Linked DNA regions of Hordeum vulgare: region 1 is linked to region 2. A link is a contact called in public Hi-C data. All regions are on one chromosome and are shown on one strand. The core of a region is the stretch at or near the end of the contact, and the rest is flanking DNA. Distances in the headings are between cores, read along the strand shown.

The links. Hi-C and Micro-C count contacts between places; a contact is called where the count stands out from the background.
Region 1: a contact with region 2 is called in a Hi-C map of seedling, with 7 times the contacts expected there. The contact joins the promoter of LOC123402363 here to the promoter of LOC123406023 in region 2. A contact is called at or near these places in 4 of 6 Hi-C or Micro-C datasets (leaf and seedling) and 1 of 1 datasets of contacts at active chromatin or transcription factors (embryo).

What each region holds. Positions count from the first base shown.
Region 1 is chr6H:465,108,546-465,111,245 of MorexV3_pseudomolecules_assembly, reverse strand. It overlaps LOC123402363 (putative aminoacrylate hydrolase RutD), which reads left to right and starts at 1,408. Exons shown (of 4, transcript XM_045096283.1): 1 at 1,408-2,303; 2 at 2,494-2,583. The coding sequence starts at 1,593. LOC123401866 (monodehydroascorbate reductase 1, peroxisomal-like) reads left to right here. Exons shown (of 7, transcript XM_045095720.1): 7 at 1-528. The coding sequence ends at 345.
Region 2 is chr6H:464,457,818-464,460,559 of MorexV3_pseudomolecules_assembly, reverse strand. LOC123406023 (ATPase family AAA domain-containing protein 3C-like) reads right to left here and starts at 1,323. Exons shown (of 8, transcript XM_045099526.1): 1 at 976-1,323; 2 at 790-885; 3 at 188-298. The coding sequence starts at 1,236.

The DNA of each region.
Region 1 (2,700 bases), core at 159-2,658, 650 kb before region 2:
GGCGCCGGCGGAAAGCCGAAGTTCGGCGCGTGCTGGGTCAGGGGAGGCCGGGTCGCCGGCGCGTTCATCGAAGGCGGGAGCCGGGAAGAGAACGAGGCGATGGCGAGCGCCGTGCGGCGGGGGGCGGCGATCGCGGACGTGGCCGCCGAACTCGAGGGCCACGGCCTCGGGTTCGCCGATCAGGAGAGCCGACGGAAGGGGGCGCGTCGTCGTGGGCTGGCAGCCGGTGACAGGCCTACCTATGCGCGGCACGCCACCGTCGGGGTCGCTGCGGCGGTGTCCATCGCGGCGTTCGCGTACTGGTATGGCTGGATGGCGCCGTACGTGGTGAAACGAGATTCCTGAATACGTTGCGGACCAGATGGAGACCGTTCGACCCCGAGTTATGATGTATCCACAATCCGTTTAAACTGTACAGGGGACTGACTATGCATTAGGTATTTGATGAAAACGATTCATATATCAGTCACTTTTCTCAGGAACCACTAGATCTCAATCTAATGGTACAAAACAGATCACCACTTTTGATATTCAACCTCACTAAGAGCATCTCCAACAGCCGCACAAAAATTTCGGGTCCAATAAAAAATTTAGCGCATCGCTGTAGCACTTTTAATGCGTGGGATCAGAGCATCTCCAACAGCCGCACAAAAACGCGCGTCCAAAAAACACGCAATGCAAACTGTGAAGAGCGTGTTATCCGGCGTTCAAAATATGTTGTGCGCGATAGCGTTTTTTAACAAATGTCCAAAAAAATTTAGCGCACGCATAATTTTAAATCATCTGTTGGAGCTATCCGGCGTTTAAAAAAATATATTTCAACGCGCGGAGCAGTTTTGGGGCGCCTAGATAATGGGATTCTGCTCTACCCTAAGATAGATAGTAGGTTGGTTTTTCTCCGACCAGGTTTCATCTTGTGTCCTCGCGAAAAAGGAAAATGTGACTGGCGCAAAAAAAAAAATCAGGTACCTGAAAAATAGAAAACAGGATGTACAATTATTCGAATGAATTCTCATATCGTTGTATACAGCTAGCATAACAAACCGATGAAGTTGCATTTGGAATCTTGGATGATGGAGATCTTTTTCATTCCGTTTGGAAATTAACTAGTAGTAGGTCCAACGAGTGGAGAAATGCTCAAGGAGCAGCCGGCGCGTCACAGTAGCACGCAGCGGGATGGGTTTGTTGCACCAAGCCACCAATCCAAGCTAACGCACGCGCATGCGTGGACTGCGGTAGATCACTAAACCCCACTAAACCCGCTCCTTGTTCCCGTTGGATCCCCTCTGCCCGGTCGCTGCCGCCCTGTCCCTCCATCGCCACCCACCCAACGCCCACCCGTCCTCACGCCCGTCGCCGTCAGTAGTCGCCGACGACATCACCGGTCGTTGCAACGCCCCGCCCCTCGTCGCATTCTCTCACATGCATGTCGCAGCTGACTGACCCCTGCTCTTCCGGCGTCTCGTCTCCCCTACTAATGCAAGCCCAGCCCACTGCTCCGATTTCAAACACGTACTCGAGCCGCAACGTGCAGCTCTACCACATTACACGCAGCCACGCACGTACGTAGCCACGCCCAGATCACAAGCAAGATGGTGAACTTGATCGAGGCGCAGAAGCCGCTGCTGACGGGGATGATGAGGCTGGCCGGGCTCCGCCCCATCGACGTCGAGCTGGAGCCGGGCACCACCATGCACGTCTGGGCTCCCAAGCACCACGCCGGCAAGAAAGGCACCACCATCAGCCCTCACGACGCCAGCGCCGCCGCCGCCGCCAATAAGCCGTCAGGCGGCCGTCGTGGGGGCAGGAGGAAGGGCCCCGAGTCCAAGCCCAACGTGGTCCTCATCCACGGCTTCGCCGCCGAGGGCAACGTGACGTTCCAGTTCAATTTCGGCGTGCTGGTGTCGCGCTACAACGTGTACATCCCTGACCTGCTCTTCTTCGGCAAGTCGTCCACGACGGACAGCGCCGACCGGTCCCCGGAGTTCCAGGCGCGCTGCGTGGCGGCGGCGCTGGCGCGGCTCGGCGTGGCGCGCTGCGACGTGGTCGGGTTCAGCTACGGGGGCATGGTAGCGTTCAAGCTGGCGGAGGCGCGGCCGGAGCTGGTGCGGTCGCTGGCCGTGTCCGGGTCCGTGGTGGCCATGACGGACGCCGTGAACCGGGAGACCATGGAGCGGCTCGGCGCCGGGTCCTCCGCGGAGCTGCTCATGCCGGAGACGCTGCAGGGGCTCAAGGCGCTCTTCTCCGTCTCCATGTACAGGAAGATGTGGTTCCCGGACAGGATGTACAAGGACTACCTCAAGGTAATCAATCAAGCTGCGCACCGAGTATGGCTAACACTCTAAATGTTGATCTGGAATCGGTTATTAGCTAAATGTGGATGTTAGTTTGGAATTGACATAGTAGCGTTTTTTGTTCGTTTGAGAAATGCAAGTGTTTGGTTGGGGTGGTTAACTGATGTAGGTATATATGTTCTGCTTTGGTGATGAGTAGGCGATGTTCACCAATAGGAAGGAGAGGCTGGAGCTGCTGCAGGGGTTGCTAGACAGCAACATGGACGCAAAGACACCAACATTCCAGCAGGTAAGGAAGCAGTGCCTTCGTTTAGGTCAAACAAAGCAACACCTTACTCTTAATATTGGTCACCAACCTGCCTAACAGGCATGAGTGACAGTACTGCTAAAACAGTACTGCCTAGCG
Region 2 (2,742 bases), core at 74-2,573:
GCAAGGCACAAGAGGCACAGGCGCCCGATTCTATATTTTGCGTCAACGCTTCACGTGACGCCAGGAATCCACCAGGAATGGATGGCCTAACTGCCAATCGATCAGATATCCATCCTGGCGCCTCCCTATTAGCACCTGCGTTCGGCATGCCCTAGCAAAGGTAGTTAGAGGGTGGAAGATTCAATACCTGCTTTCTTTTCTTAGCCAACTCATCCTCGTAGCGTAACCTTTGTGCCTCAAGTTGTGATTGCTGTTTCAAATTTTCTCTATATTCTTCACCCATTTTCCGCTTCGCCTCCTGTCAGATAAGGGTCAACACAAAAGTATGAGTGTATTGGCAGCAGCAATGTACAACGGCTCAATGCATCATCATAGCTAGATGCACAGATGAAATTTTATACCACATAACACATTTGTTCCAGTTTTAATTGCCATGAAGTTCTAAATCCGTGATACTTTGCTATTCACAAGGATCAAGCAGGCGATTTATTATGAATTATGACCTACACCACTTGAATGGTCAGGCCCTAGATTTTTTTTCCAGACGAGAATGTTAACAGCTCTGCTTTCTTAAGCAGGCCTTGTTGTTGTTGCAGGAAGCTTTCTAAGCAAATTAATGGTTAACGAATCAGATGCTCTTCATTCAGAGAAGTTGCGAACTCCAACACTACAGAAAGAGAATGCTCAAAAGGCGGATTAAGTAAAATGAATTCGAGCAGTCTAGCATTGGAATCGAGTGACATCGAGCAATTTTCGCATCAAAAGGGGGAAAGGCCGCGAATAACTCACGATTTCCTTGACTTTCCAGTAGATTTCGTTGTGGACCTTCTCCGCAGCCATCTCCGCGAGGCGCGCCTCCTCCTGGCTCTGCATCAGCCCAAACAGCTGGGGCCAATGCCAACAACAACGGGGGCGTCAGAACGGGCAACACTCCAGGTAGGTAAGGCGTAAGGGGCCAGAGCGCGAGCAGCTTACCAGCTTGGCGTACCGGGAGGCATTGATCTTACGCAGCGCGCGGGCCCCACGCTCCAGCTCCTCGGGGTCGAACCCGCTGGAGCCGGACGAGGCGGCGGCGGGGGCGGGCTGGGCATCTGGAGGCGGCGGGGGAGGAGCGGCGGGCTGGCGGCGGAAGGGGAAGACGCCATCCGCGTACGCGACTTCGCCGAGCGACGCCAATACCGCGGCCCCGGCGGCCACGGAGGCCGCCGCCTTCGCCGGCCGGAGTAGGCGGCGCATGGTGGGTGGGGGGAAGCTTGGGGCGCGAGGGTTTTCTCGGGGGTTTTGGCTAAGCGGCGACTGGAGAGAAATAGGAGAGGGGGAGCTCCCGTCGATGGGGGAGTTTTCCGGTAACCTTCTTTCTTGCTTTCCAAGCGAGAGTACTGCTGGATGGGCCTGTATTGGGCCTCGCCAGGTATCATTCGGTTATATTCGCTTTCATTTATGACGGCCCATATATCATCTGGAGAAAAGATTCAAGCAAAAAAAAAGAAAGGAAACGCATTTTTTTTCTTTGAGGGGAAAAGCTGCTACCGTGCTGTACACTACGGGAGATTGGGATGTGAGGATATAATCAGAGATAATTTCTTTCCCCGTTGGTGTTGAAAGGATTTTCTGATTACCCATGAGTGCAAACATGACTGATGATTTTGCGGTGAGGATATAATCAGAGATAGTTTCTTTCCCAGTGAGTGTTGAAAGGATTTTTTGATTACCCCTAAGTGCAAACATGACTGATGATTTTGTTGCTTGGCATAAAAGAGTTATAATTTTTCGGTTAGATCAGCATAGTACATCGAATGGAGGTATCAGTTTATTGGGCGCCTCAAAGGTTCGGATGAAGGTCCTTCCACTAGCAATCATGTGTGAAAAATCCTCTAGAACTCAAATATTCTAAGTAAAATTAAAATATCTGGCTGGAAGGCTCTACATGGGATCGTACCATGCTTTTCGGTGCTAGCAAGTCGACATATTCATGTTTCTGGACAGTGTCCTATTTGTCAGATGGTGCAGAGAATATCCACCATCTAATGGTTGCATGCACGAGAGCGAGAGAAGTTTGGAGAGTTCTGGGGATGAAGGAGGTGATTAATCGGGCACTTGGAACTGATAGATTTCGCAACATCATTTTTGAAAACTTACTTGTGACCAACGCCGACGTCTAGCAACTATTCAGCATCTATCATTGTGGGATATTTGCTCGCAAAGTGGTGTGGTCGATGCTCCTTTGGTGGAGGGGTTAGCTCTTGAAAACAGAATGATGCGCGTGAATGAACTAGGATGCTCACATGTTGTTTTTGAATCTGATTGTCGAGAGCTTATTAATGCTTGCAATGGGATAGCTGAAATACTTGATCCATACACAACTATCGCTAATTGCTTCTGCATAGCGCAAAGGATTGGACCAACCCCTTTTGTTCACTGCCCAACATGGTGGCACAATCTTTAGCAAGAAAGTCTCCTGATTTTCTCTTAGCCGAACTGGCTAAAGATGTAACTATTATTTGAGTTTTAATAAACTGACCATAAGTTCAAAAAAAGACACTAAGGGTGTGACCCTAAAAAAAGACATTGATCGTGCAAGTAAAAGAAAAACACCAAGGGTGTGCAAGTAAAAGAAAAACACCAAGGGCATGCAAGTAAAAGAAAACAGTAAGAGTGTGTTCGTTTGATTTGCAATCATTTTGGCCTCCTTGCATTTGTGGTCCTATAGGGCCTGGTTGAGGTAATACATGCTATAAACCA